Regions from separate parts of the Mus musculus genome. Here region 2 is linked to region 1. Evidence: chromatin contacts called from public HiChIP or PLAC-seq data. All regions are on one chromosome and are shown on one strand. Each heading gives the region's core, a stretch centred on a gene start, on an enhancer-like site or on the middle of the called end of the contact. The rest is flanking DNA. Distances are from core to core; before and after follow the strand shown.

The links. HiChIP or PLAC-seq counts read pairs in DNA pulled down with a chosen protein or histone mark.
Region 2: a FOXA1 HiChIP or PLAC-seq map of pancreatic cancer cells shows a contact between it and region 1. The contact joins two enhancer-like sites. A contact is called at or near these places in 6 of 484 Hi-C or Micro-C datasets (CD4 T cells, CD8 T cells, Th1 cells and 1 more) and 4 of 115 datasets of contacts at active chromatin or transcription factors (CD8 T cells, effector CD8 T cells, memory CD8 T cells and 1 more).

Annotation. Positions count from the first base shown.
Region 1 is chr15:61,392,119-61,398,977 of GRCm38.p6, forward strand. No RefSeq gene overlaps it. Among named protein-coding and RNA genes, the nearest start is that of Gm24696, 38 kb to the left of the region's middle. Within about 2 kb of position 3,618, at least 51 of the 459 cell types and tissues checked have an H3K27ac peak or open chromatin away from gene starts, as enhancers often do. A contact at or near this core is called in pancreatic cancer cells, where this site is marked.
Region 2 is chr15:62,149,422-62,156,280 of GRCm38.p6, forward strand. All of the region lies in intron 1 of Pvt1 (Pvt1 oncogene), which reads left to right. Among named protein-coding and RNA genes, the nearest start is that of Pvt1, 110 kb to the left of the region's middle. Within about 2 kb of position 2,515, at least 39 of the 459 cell types and tissues checked have an H3K27ac peak or open chromatin away from gene starts, as enhancers often do. A contact at or near this core is called in pancreatic cancer cells, where this site is marked.

The sequences.
Region 1 (6,859 bases), core at 2,368-4,867:
CTGGGGGAAAGAAAAGAAGCTCAACATTTTCAGTATAAATCAAGAGATTCGTCTTTTCATATTTTTCTTTCACTTGACCTTCAAAATATCCCTTAGAGTACTTTGAAATCACATAGCAAATTCATACTAAAACTCATAAGGTAGAAAACTTTACACTAAGGTGTGAAATTACTATATACTGCATTGGGAAACTAAGCTTGATATTCCAGAAAATTTCCCAATGTATTGCGAGATTGTATTAAGCATAGGTAGATAAAATTACATACTCTTTTTAATCTTTCCTCCCCAGTCTTACTAAACTTGTATAAATTTATACTAATTATAAATATAAATAGAGTTCTAACTTCTTAGACCACATATCTGAGTATTTTTCCATTGTTTCTGTAACAATTTCAAGTTGTGATCTTGACTGCTGAGCATGTATTCATATTTTTACTTTTCATGACTTGAGGATTTCATACATGAATATTTAAACTGTTTGTACACACCCATTTTCCCTACCCACCTCAACCTTTCAAAGCTGGGATCCATGGATAAGAAAGAATATGTGGCATTTGGGTTTTTTTGAAGATCTGTGTTGCTCACTTAGTATAATAGCTCCAGTTTCCATCCATTACTTATAAATTTCATGTTTCTTTATACTAGAATGTAATTCCATTTTTTATATATTTTATAAAGATTTCATTGTTTATTCATTGGTTGATTGATATCTAGGCTGCTTTCATTCTATAATTCTGTAAATAAAGTCGCAATGAGTATAGTTGAGCAAATATCTCTGTAGTAGAATATTGAGTCCTTTGGGTATATAACAAGGAGGGGTATGTGTGGGTCATATAGTATAAATTTTTGGCATTTAGGAGATTCTCGACATTAATTTATAACATAATCACCCCACTTTGCCATTCTACCAACAGAGGATAAAGGTTCCCATTCTATATATTCTTTTCAAGATTGGTTGTCACTTACATTTTTAATCTTAGGCTCTGTGACTGAGATAAGGTAAAAACTGTAAAGTTAATTTCACTCTTCCTTTATCCCTGCTTACATTTTCATAGCTCATTCATTTACATGTATTAGTTCATTAAAAATATATTTGTTTTAAATGATTGTCTAAGCTGCTCAGTAATCCTTAATTCCTACTTTCTAAGTGCTCAGAATCAAGAAACGTTTGCAAACACTGAAGAGTGAGGACATTGTTAGAAGTAGCCACTGAGTGCTCTGGAAAGGAGGATAGAGGTGGATCTTAGAAGAATGTGAGAACTCAGTCATTGTGTGAAGAATAAGCAAGGGATAAGCAAATGAAATGAAATGAAAGAAAAAGGATTAATGTTTACAAATGCTATCCAAAACTGTTTGTAAATAAGAACAAAGAAGAGTAGATCTGGAAACCCATGCTCATGTAAATCTTCCTCCAATGAGAAAGACTGTACACTGGTGTGAAGGCAGGTGGGACAGCACATCCAGGCATCCTAGAGAGGATGCACACAGTAATGGAAGGTCTGGTTCCCAAACTAAAGATTGTGTTTTCCTTAGGCTTTCAGGAAACAAACGACAAGAAATTCCAGAATTGTACAGAGAGGAATGAGAACGTCTTATCCCTTTAAGAGGGACAAATTCACCCACAACCCCACGGGTATACTGAGAAGAAACAACTCATCAAAAGGGAGAAGAAGGTTACAATGTGATGTTCAACCCAAAATAAAACATCTATGTAGCATCCCTACTCCCAGGGCCATCCCTCCTCTGGTTCACGGACCATTGGTTGGGCAGAGGCAGTAAGACTATAAGTGCTGCAGGTGGTGGATTAAGGAACTGTGAGGGAACAGTGTTGTCTGAATACAACAGAGTAGATGACCATATAAACACACAGTAACTATGACAGTACATGCAAGGTCTGCAGGAGCCCGTTTCAAACAAAATCACAGTATGGAGAGTGTAGGAAAGCATGGAGTCTTTCCCTATCTAAAGAGCTATAGCCAGTTGGTGGTGGCTGGTGGCACATGTCTTTAATCCCAGCACTTGGGAGGCAGAGGCAGGCAGATTTCTGAGTTTTAGGCCAGCCTGGTCTACAGAGTGAGTTCCAGGACAGCCAGGGCTACACAGAGAAACCCTGTCTTGAAAAAAACCAAAAACCAAAAAAGAAAAAAGAAAAAAAGAGCTCTTGGTGACTGAAAGATCCTGGGAGAGGAAGAGTCAAGGTTTTAAGGGTATAGCTCCAGAGTAAGGCCACATGCCCAGGAATATATGTGCAGCACAATATACAGACTTCAGTTTTTCAAAAGACAAATACAGTGTTGGGTGGGTAGGGACTGGGGAATACATCTGGAATGAGATCACAGTATGAACATGATAATGGTCAAAATCCATTGCACACAATTCCTAGAGAACTCTCAGAAAAGAGAAGCATTCAGCTAACATTGGGAGAGTATCACGTGGGAATGCCTATTGTGTTCAGGAACAAGACGTCATTAGGACTGAGACTTCAATGCAGTGTGTTATACCGAGACACCAAGAACATGATGTTTTATGATCCTAGACACCAAAAATATGATGGCATAGTCTGTACTTGACCGGTAGCATTCTAATGAAGAACATCAAGGCAAGGCACATGAAGATGTCACATCATGTCTTGAAGAGTGACAGGAAAGTTTCAAAAAAAAAAAAAAAAAGATTACAAATAGCCTAAGTTTTAAATCAGCAATGGACTATTCAAAGGGGGGAGAGATTAGGGAGAAGAGTTAACAAGGACATAGACAGTGAAGGATGTGAACGCCTTCGGGAGACCCAGCATGGTTTAAGAGCAGAGGCAGTACATGGAAGGAAAGCTAGGCGGGTAAGTGCCAGGAACTCAAAAGCAGGCACAATATGCCTTCTTACTTCCTTCTTCCTGCACTATATAACTGTCCTTTCTCAGCTTCTTTTCACTGTAGCATGATGCAGAAAACTCAATGTTGCACGAAGCTCTCTGGCTTGATTTCTAGCAGTGCATACACTGGCCGTGGAGGTACCCACCTAAAATCTCAGAACTTGGGGAGTAAAGGCAAGATCAGATTTTCAGGGATACAGAGAAGATTTAAGGCCAACCTGGTCTACATGAGACTCTGATTATAAACTATAAAACTAAATTAAAAACTAAAGGGGGGAGGGGGCTAAGAGAAGAGAAAACCATACAGGGTAGCTTTCAGTCATTCGGATCACTTGGGGTGGCATACACCACACTGCAGATGAGCCAACGGATGTGCAAGGTCAGAACATAACCTTCTGTCAACACGTAGCCCGACACAGGGTCCCCAGCCCCCACAACATTAGCAAGAAAATAAGAACGCCTGCCCAGCTGTCTTGCTGGCTGTCACTGGGTAAATTATCTTTTATTAAGGATCTGTAATTGTTCTCCACTGAGCTGTGACCTAAATTTAGTAGTTCTGAGGAGTGAGACCCAGCCAACAGGATTTCCCTGAGAACACGATGAAGTTCCTGCATCAATTCAATTCATTAGCTAGAAAAAGAACAAGCGGCCAGTTCTTTCTTTTTTTTTTTCTTTCCCATTCTCCAGTGAGCCGTTTGTTTGTTTAGTTTGACCACATTTTTTTTTTCTTCTTGGATCCAGTCTGAGCCTCTGTAAGGACAGCACAGCTCATTCAAACACTTCCTGTCACATTAGCTCCCAAGGCAGAAACCAAGTAACACTATGTAAATCTTGCTGGTAAGACCCTCCATTTACTTCTTGGGGATTTTCAGCATAAGGAGAAGAAATGTCCTCAAGTAGTCAGGATGATTTGGGGTGAGGGGAAGAAAACTCAGCTTACTAGAATCACTAAAGCAACAGAAGAATAGACAGAGAAGGAGGGGAAAGGCAACACTGGTTAAAAGCTATCGTGAAAACTTTTGTGTAAGAAAGGTCATGAGAGGGACAGCCTCTACTAGAGACATTACTTCCAAAACCTGTTTTCATCATGACAATCTAATGAAGGCCAGAAAATAAAGTCACTCAATTTGGATACAGTTTCTAAAGATCTGTGCAAAATTTAGGGCCACATCTTCTTCCTCTAATCCCAGAGTTTTCCTTCAGTTCATCATTAACTTTTTGCCATGACAGTCTGGACTTGGGATCTGTCATGGATGTGCACCCTGTAAAGTCTCATGTATGGGTACCCACACATAAAAGAAAAAGAATATTCAATTTTAACAACATTCTTATTTGTTTTTCTTAACAATTCTTTTTTTTTTTTGCTGTTTTTTAATTAGGTATTTTCTTTATTTACATTTCAAATGTTATTCCCTTCCCTAGTTTCCCCTCCAAAAAAAACCCTATCCCCTCCCCCTGTTCACCAACCCACCCACTCCTGCTTCCTGGCCCTGGCATTTCCCTACACTGGGGCATAGAGCCTTCATGGGACCAAGGGCTTCTCCTCCTATTGATAACCGACTAGGCCATCCTCTGCTACATATGCATCTGGAGCCATGAGTTCCCCCATGTGTACTCTTTTGTTGGTGGTTTATTCTTTAACCCACCAATTTCCTTTTTCTGCCACCCTATCGGAAACTTCCTGATGACCAATATGTTACTGTAAAGATAGTTCATATACCTCTGCATGAATAAAGAAAAATGTCCCACGACATCCTTAGAAAACTTAATCTTGCTAGATATGTAATGTGGTCTGTAGAGTGTTTGCATAACATGTATGATGCCCTGCGTTCCATACCTAACACCACATAAAAACAGACATTCTGGCATGCACCAATAATCTCAGCACTCAGGAAGTGGAGATAGATTAGAAGTAGAGGCCAGTCTGAAATACATGAGAACGTTTTATTTAAAAAGGAAAGAGGTTTAGTGTTTTATTAAGAGGCTAAGATATCCATACCCTAACAGTAACTTAGTGACATTGTGCTGTCTCTGATTTCTCAGTAGTTTCATAGCAATGTAGTGAAGTTGGCTGAGCAGGTAACTTTATCTCTGTAACACTCTGAGTATACTAAGAGTAAAGCAGTTGAGGCTTTACGCTGTAGTCAATGGCAGACGATAGTATAAGTGCCAGAGTTCATTGCCTAGAGCATTTCTGAGTCTACTGTAATGATGTTCAAGTTTTCTTTTGAGATTCTGAAAGCCCAATGTCAAATGATGACTCAAGAGAGAACTTTGGCATCTGTGGCTGAAACTACTTAGAACAAAACATCACAATGTCTTGGAAGACAAGTCTGCCGAAGGTGATTCAGATTTAGTCTCATAGCAACTCAGAAATTTCATGGTTGGACAAAAGTAGATAAATTATTAATTTTAAGTTTCCAGTTTTAGAGAAAGCAACAGCCTATGGCAGAGTATACAGCCTATACTATGTACCACCACTGACAGCTTTTCTGAGCAGCTAATAAGTCATTATAGGTAGATGCAATTTTGAAACATAAAGTGCTTTAGAAACTATCATCATTTGATTGTCAAGAGTTAATGGTGGCTTTTTGCATTCAAGGTCACCAACCAACTTACCTTAACATGGCTAACAGCAGCCATAGACAGACATGAGAGGCACTCTTTCTACCCAATACACAGACAAACTAGCTCTAATATTACTCCCTTTATTTGTGGTGTGTGTGTGTGTGTGTGTGTGTGTGTGTGTGTGTGTGTGTGCACTCCTGCACTCCTATGGACATACACAAAGACTAGAGAAGAATAGTGAATGTCCCATTATAGAATCACTCTTTGAATTCCAAGCTGAAATGTATTTTTTAGCTAAAATGCCTGGCCAATAAGCTCCTACTGGAACTCCCAATCTCTGTGTCTTACCCTCAGCTCTGGGATTCCAGAAATTTGTGGCCATTTCTGGCCAGTACGTGGATTCTAGTACCTGAACTCAGGCCTTGACTCTTGTCCTCTTACTCAGGTGTGATCACCCAAGAACATCTTCTCAATTATTTTTTAAAGAAGGAATATTGAGCTTGGACATATTTAGGGATTTTTCCCAAAGATAATATAGTACAGCTTCACTATGGACTAAAAGCTAGGTCATCTCACTACAAAGCAAGATTCACAAACTCACAAGACTTTCTATATGTTGTCAGGTGGTAGAGTAAGCGAATTAGATGAGGAGAAACACAAAGTCAACTGATTCAGTTGGGAGAGGGGAAACCAGATGCCGACTAAAGACAGCAAGGTTCAGTCAAAATAACGTAACCAACTGTTGCTTTGCAATACCAAGTGTAGTCTTTCCCAAACCTCCTTAAAAATAAATGAAAATAGGATGTACTTTTATGTGAATTGGCACAATTTTAAAACATTAGTAATTGATTCAAATGTTCTTCTGTTTTCTTTGGATCCCTACAATATTAGTAGTCCTGTTTGGCCACGATTTCCTTCTTGCCAGTTCAAACTGAGTTATAGTTACTTGTGTGTCCAAGTCCTGGGGGAAAAGAGTGGATCAGCAAGCAATAAAGTGGGTGAAGGAGATGTGCCACAAACCAAAGAGACCAAGTTCGGATTCTAGTGCAGACAGTGCCTGATTCAATAACCTTGAGCTAGTTGGTTGACTTTTTATACATTAGCTTTACATCTTTGAAATGGGAGATCTTTGGCAGACAGGAATATAAAAAGGAATGGACCCATGTAGAATACCTACACAGGGCCCTGACAATAACAGTACCCGAAGTATTTGTGCTTACTATCATGATAATCCTTCCATGCAGGTTACAACTCAGTCACGATGATGCTCCAGTTAATGTTCGTGTTTATCTTGGTGCTTCTGCTTGGAGTACCCTGTGGTTATTTGGTTCATCCTGACCTTGGGAAAGACAAAGCAGCTGGAAATGTTATCTCCTGGGACCTACAATCTTAACCAGGAATGGTCATCACTCAGCTTCCTCCAGA
Region 2 (6,859 bases), core at 1,265-3,764, 760 kb after region 1:
TGAGGAGACATACAGACCTGTCTCCCATTTGGAATATGATTCTGGATGGGCCAAAGTCAAGGTTTTCTTTAGAAGCAGTGGTGTGTCAATCAGGCGTGGGAGCTTCAGAGGAAGGTGATGGCCGCTATATGTAATGTAGTCATGCCCCTTAGGATGTTAGTTGGCATCCTCACCTTCGATCTCAAAATGTGACCGCAGTCCCAAATAGGGTGTCTAAAAAGGTTTTGTTCATCGAGGCCTCAGGTATGGGCCCTCAGCCTATGTGACTGGTGCGAGAAGCGGACACTGGGATAAAGATTTCACCAAAGAAGATAGCTGAGGAACTTGGGGGAGGTGGCCACAGCCAAGGCAGGGAGAGGGGCCCCAGGTAAAGTGGACCTGGCTGATTCCTGATTTCATGTGGCCTTGTAACTTGAGAACTAGGAGGAAATGACTTTCTGTCATTTAAAGCACCCAGCCCGTGATAATTTGTTACTGCTTGTCCTATGCGACAAACACAACGACAAGTGAGTCCCTTGCCGCTACAGCCGTCTTCTGAGTCTCAGCTGTGAGAGGGGACCTTGCACTATTCATGTCAGGCTGTGGGATTCAGAGTGACTGCACAGGGGCTTACTACAGGCAAGGCCCTGTTCGAAGCCTTTTAAGAAGCTGAACGCAGGGCGTGTTTCTGTGGGCCCTTGTGGGAGGAGATTCTTCCACTCTCCTTTATTGCTGAGTGAGTGGATGCCCTGAGTTGTTGACCGACTTGCCTAATGGTGCTCATCTGGGAAGGTGTTCAGCAGCAGTATAAGGACCAGGATCGTTATAGTCTTTGAAGCTCTCATACCTGACCCCTAAACTCCTTCAGCTTCCCAGTACTTAGACTATAGGACATCCATTGAAGGCAGATCTCTGAGATGAGATCTTGAGATCTTGTACATTCTGTGGTGTGCGTGTGTATGTGTGTGTATGTGTGTGTTTCATCCCCCCACCCCCTTGTACTGTCGCTGCTCCATCAGACCCCTTTACTTCTGTCTTCTCTCTGCAGACCTCATCTTCAATTGACATTGGCTTCCATCCCAGAACTCAGCCTGGCGTGTAGACCTGCCCTGTAATCCTCACACCTCACATAGCTAAATCAACAGGGGATGGCTTTTGGGAAATGACTTGTACCTATGAATCTGTCCTTTCCTCCCCGGCTCTGTCTAATCTTTCTTTCCATGCACAGTTCCCAGGGCTCTGGCATTCTCTGCCTGTTTTCAGAGGCATCTCTCATTATTGACCAATGTCAGACCCTAGGGAACGGAGAATAGCGCTAGCCCTGGACTTTCACAGCACTACTTACGGGAAAATGCATCACCCAGAGTGTTGGCCAGCCAAGGCACCAACCCAAGCCAGCCCTGCCCGGGTGGTTAGGTGCACTGGCCGCCTTAGTCACTGGCCAAAGACACTATACTTACTCTAGCCTTAGCCGATCCCACCTCTCTGATGGCTGAATTCCTGGAAAAGCTTTACGCCATGAGACATGGATTTTCCTTCTTGCTATATAACTGGAACCTTCATTTACTGAGTGCATGATCAGTGTCAGGGACTGTATTGAGCCTTTCTGACATAGCTTGTGAGTGTGTGTGTGTGTTTGCATATTGGTGCCCATTTGTGTGTTGATGTTAGAGGTCTACATTGAGAATCTTCTGCAATCCTTTTTTTCCCTTTTAAAGATTTATTTTTAAGACTAGGCATGGTGGCTCACACCTTTAATTCCAGCACTCCAGAGAGGGAGGCAGGAGGCAGGAGGCAGGAGGCAGGAGGCAGGTGGATCTCCTTGTGTTCAAGGCCAGCTGGTCTATATAGTGAGTTATATCCATGAAAGCCAGGGCTATCTAGAGAGAGAGAGAGAGAGAGAGAGAGAGAGAGAGAGAGAGAGAGAGAGAGAGAGAAAGACACGTTCAAACAAAAGTTGTTTTTGATATTTTAAATTTGATGTGTTTTTATGTGCGCTGGCATGTGTGTACGAGTACAGGTGGCCACAGAAGCCAGGGGCACTGGATCTCCTGGAGCTAGAGTTACAGGCAACTGTAAGCAGCACAGAGATTATAGAAATGCACTACTATGCCTGGCTTTTTACCTGTGGGCTGGGCATCTAAACTCTCAGGTTATCAACGCTTATATGGAAAACGCAACTGAGCTGTCTCTTCAGCAATCCTATGTTCCAGCCTTTCATCTGATGCTCCTTCTAACCTGATCTGGTCTCCTTCTGACTGGTTGGGATGCTAAGCTCTCAGCTCGGAAGCATGAGAGCTAACAGGAGAAAGTACTCTCATCAATATCAGGTGTCAAATATGTCCTGGGGTAATGAGTCAACCTGAAATGGCATGCTGTTCTTGTTGGCCCTTTGTACACAAGGAAAGATTAAGACCTGACTCATGGGTGCCATTAGCAGCAGGCTTTATAGCCACAAAGCCGTAGTGCCTTATGGGGAAGGTAAGCGTGGTTTCCCCAGTTGGGCCAAACTTGGGGCCTCAGACTCTTTGTAACTGTTCTACACTATCACTGATAAAGCCTGGGGCGGCACTCTCCTTAAACAAGTTCCAGGGGACCAATAGAGTCATCATGCATACAGAAAATTTGCTTAAGGAACCCTCTAGAGAAGAGCTAATTGCAGGAGGAAGAGGAGATAGGCAGTTAGTAACTCAGGAAGAGAGGACTAAAGATGGATCAGGGCAAGACAGCCATCAATCAACCCATAGGATCTTGGCCTGGAAGACCTTCTTCCAGTTATGTTCTCATAAGTTCTTAGTATACAAATCCACCATGAGGACTTGCCCTGGGTTCTAGTCCCTCCCCAGTATACATTGTCATAGGGGAGCAAGCATCCTCAGGGTCAATGGAGCCAAGATGGCTCCTGACCACACTGAGTACCACGGAGACATGATCTCACTCCATTGAGCAATGATCTGGGAATCTGAACCCTAGTAGGCTGAATGGGGAACTAGGACTTCCTGAGAGAGAGAGAGGAAGTGTCACCCATTATGCTTCTTCTATCCTCTCATGCACTCCGAAATCCCATATGGCTCCCTGCACAGAAATGTTCACAAGGGTGTCCTTGCCATACTAAAACCTGGTAGTCACTTCAGGGGTAGATCCGTGAATCCCGGGTAGGAGCCCAGGGTAGGTCAAGGCTTACATAGGCCTTAGGATGGTGAAAAAGACAGGGGTAGTTCATGGAGCCCTTGTACAGAACAGATAGTAAGAGATTCCAGCATGGCCTTGGGGTGAGGGCTGAAAAGTTATTCTCAGTAGGATAAGCCAAAAGGCATTTCAAAATTAATGAGCGGGTCTTGCGGTATATAATTCAATGGTATAACATTTACCTAGCAGACATGAGGACCCACGTTCAATATCTAACCCTGAACCAAACAGATGAAATATAGGTGTTTATTAGAGGAACTCGGGGATAATAGCACTGGCCTTTCACAGTTACTTCCCTTAACTCTGCATGACCCCCACTTGCCTCCAGAAGAACACTGGTTTGCCTATCTGTGGTCTGGGAAGCCCTTTGGACTGCCAGGTGGGTCCTGGGCTGATCTCCCAGGCTCTCCTTACTCTGCTCCATTCCTTAGAAAAATAAAACAAAACAAAACAACAACAACAATGACAAAAAAAAAAACAACAACAAAAAACAAAACAGGATTCAGTTAGTGTTGCTGCAGCAAATTTATTTAAAAACCAAACCAAACCAAACCAAACCAAACAAGTTTCAAACAAAAAGCATTTCCACCTGTGATGCCTGGCTTTCGAGGGATCAAAGATAAAGAAACAGATTGTAGTGTATGCTGTGTAAGCAGCTCAGACAAGCTGCCCGGCCTCAGTAGGTCCGGGGAGACCACAAGCCTGCAGTTTCCCTGTCTCAGCAGAGAGGCAGGAACCTGTTAACCTGTCTTAGAAGCTAATAAAAAGATCGCAATGAGATCATGTCTGTTAAAGCCCTTTGAGTTCCTGGAGCTCCCGTGCTATACCGCGCTGTATTAACAGCATCCTTACTGCTTATTCAGCAAAATGATCACCTAGCTAAGAACTGAATTCTTCTTCCCCTCCTTCCGGTCCCTGGTTTCCTTAAGCGTTGCAGTTGATGCTTTCTTTGCATTTTGAAAAGCTGCCTTCGAAAAACATTAAGTGGATAATTATTTTAAACCTTCTGTCTTAGAGCCTCATTTTGTGCTGAGTCCTTTGTCTCTGTTAAAGACTGTGAACTTCTGCTGGCAGAAGTCACTGACGCTCGGGCGGAGGAACCCGGGAGGTCACGGCTGGGAGCAGTCAGTTGTATTTGCCTCCGGGTCATGCCTTTAAGTAATCATGCTTGCATTTTCTAGATTATTCTTTTCGGTGAGCAGGGCATGTCTGCATTTTCTCAATGAGCAAAGGGACGGTCTGCCTTCGAGGGACGGGGCAGCCAGCCGATGTTCTGAAAATTTCTAGTGCTGGATGACTGGTGGGGTGTCAGCAGCTCAGCCCACATTTCTCCCAAACTCTCTCCTCCCTCTTTCTAATGAGAAAATTAAAGCTGGAACACACAACTGCAGACCTGGGACTGAAACCCAAAGCTCATTCCCTTTGTCTATTAAAAAAAAAAAAAATTCTGGGCATACATCTTAAATCCTGGCATGTGGGAGGACGATGCAGGTGGATCTCTATGAGTTTGAGACCATCTTGGTCTATATAGAGAGTGTAGACCAGAGTCTAGGAAAAGACCCTTTCTCAAAAAATAAAAAATAAAAAAATAAATTGCTTGATTAAGGACTAGGAATTCTGTTGTAAATCAATTCTACATGCACTTCTAGATGTTCTCTGTCTTTTGTGTATTGAATGGGATTCATACTCTGGTGACAGGGGTCAAAGCTGCTGGCCAATACAATCTTAGTGATCAGAGATGAAGAGAGAACAGGGCAAAGCTGGTCAAGCAGGTTGCCTGAAGGTCTGTGGACAAGATACAAAGCCTGAAACAATGATGGTCTTGAATGTTCTTCGGAGCTGGAAGCAAGACCATCAATGTGTGCTACACAAAAGCAAACCGGAAGACTTGCCCGTAGGGTCGTACTAACCAGCTGTTACTGTCAGCCTTCTACACGGGCTTTAGAATAGTCTCTGAGAATCATTCCTAGAAGTGAGAGATGCCTGGGAATGTCCGGATTTGAGTTACACCAAGGTTTTGCTGTGAGTAGTGCTGGCCCAGTCAGACTTCACTTATAACTGACCTGCTGCTGCTACTCCTCGGCCACTACCTTTTCCTTTAATTTTTTTTTTAAATTTCTTGTTTGTTTGTTTATTTTTATTTGTTCGTGGAGACAGGGTCTTTTTTTTGCAGTCCTGACTGTCCAGAGTTTGGTATGTAAATCAGGCTGGCCTCAAATGTAGAGATCCTCCTATCTCTGCTTCCTGAGTGCTGGGGTCAAAGGCATGTGCTACTGTACCCAACAGCATCCACCTGCTTCCATGTTGTATTGGTTTTTTCACACTCTTCCAAGTGATCTGTCTCACATGGGTTAGCACATAGGGCTAGGGCATTGATGCTGGTTGTGCCTCTTAGGTTAGCACATAGGGCTAGGGCACTGATGCTCGTCATGCCCTTCAGGTTAGCACATGGGGATAGGACACTGATTCTGGTCATGCCTCTCAGGTTAGCACATGGGGCTAGGGCACTGATGCTGGTTGTGCCCCTCAGGTTAGCACATAGGGCTAGGGCACTGATGCTGGCTGGTCAAGCCTCTCTATCTCTCTTCTTCATATTGTTTGTTGAGCCCAAGTCTTGCTACTTAGACAGGCTGGCATCCATACTCCTGCTTCCAGTGCAAGAGTGCCAGGATTACAATTATACACCACATGCCTGGCTGAGGAATAAGGATTCAGAGCCCTTCCTAGCACAGCGATTTCCCCATGTGACAGTGACTGAGTTTCTCTTTTTGGTTGGGACTTCAGATGTCTTAGCTCATCCCTTTGCTGACATCACCCATGGGCACAGGTCGTCAGTTCTCCTGTTTTATACTTGGAATGGCTGGAATAAATTGTGTGGGAATTTATGATGCTTTTAGAGCTTAGCAAGATGAGGTGACATGGTGCTCTGTGTCCTGGCTGGAACTTGTGATGTCTTTGAACAAGTCTGGATCTGGAGATAGCATTTGTAAAGAGGTCGTGAAAGTGACATGAAATCATTGGGATGGGGCCATCCAGTCTGACCAGCATAGGGATGTTTGAACAAGAGAAGACAGCACGGGGGTGGGGGTGGGGGTGGGGGTGGGGGGCCAGTGGGAGGTGTCATGCACAAGCAGGCCAAGGAGAAAAAGCCTGCTACAGCGCAGCCTCTGATGCTTTTTCATGGTCCCCCCCCCCACCCCCCAGGCCAACAAAGACATTTAGGCAGCATCAGTGGTTAAAGTCAAGATTTCTATAGGCAATGTTTTCATTTCCATTGCAAGCGAATCCACAAACAGCAATAGGCTGTTAGCAATTAGGTTCCACGTTACTAAGCACATTGGCCTTGGGAGCCTCTGAAACTCTGGTGTGGCATCTCATAGTCTTTATCGGCACTGTTTCCATTCGGCAGATGTAACACCTCGTGAAGGGCACCAAGTATCTTGGACTAGGGATCTAGGTATTTCATGCAAGAGTTAAATTTGAAGCTGGTGCTCAGCTCCAAGGCTGAATTTACTCACTGTCTATCTTCTTTTGTTACAGTGGGTCTGGGTGACTGATTTCATTCATAACAACAGCATGCCACTAAGAATGGAAAAAGACATCCATCCATGCCCAAAGGAAGCCCTGTCTTTAGCCCGCAGCTTCGGGCTGAGCCTTCCAACCGCTCTTCTCCCAACCTTGGAAGGAGGAT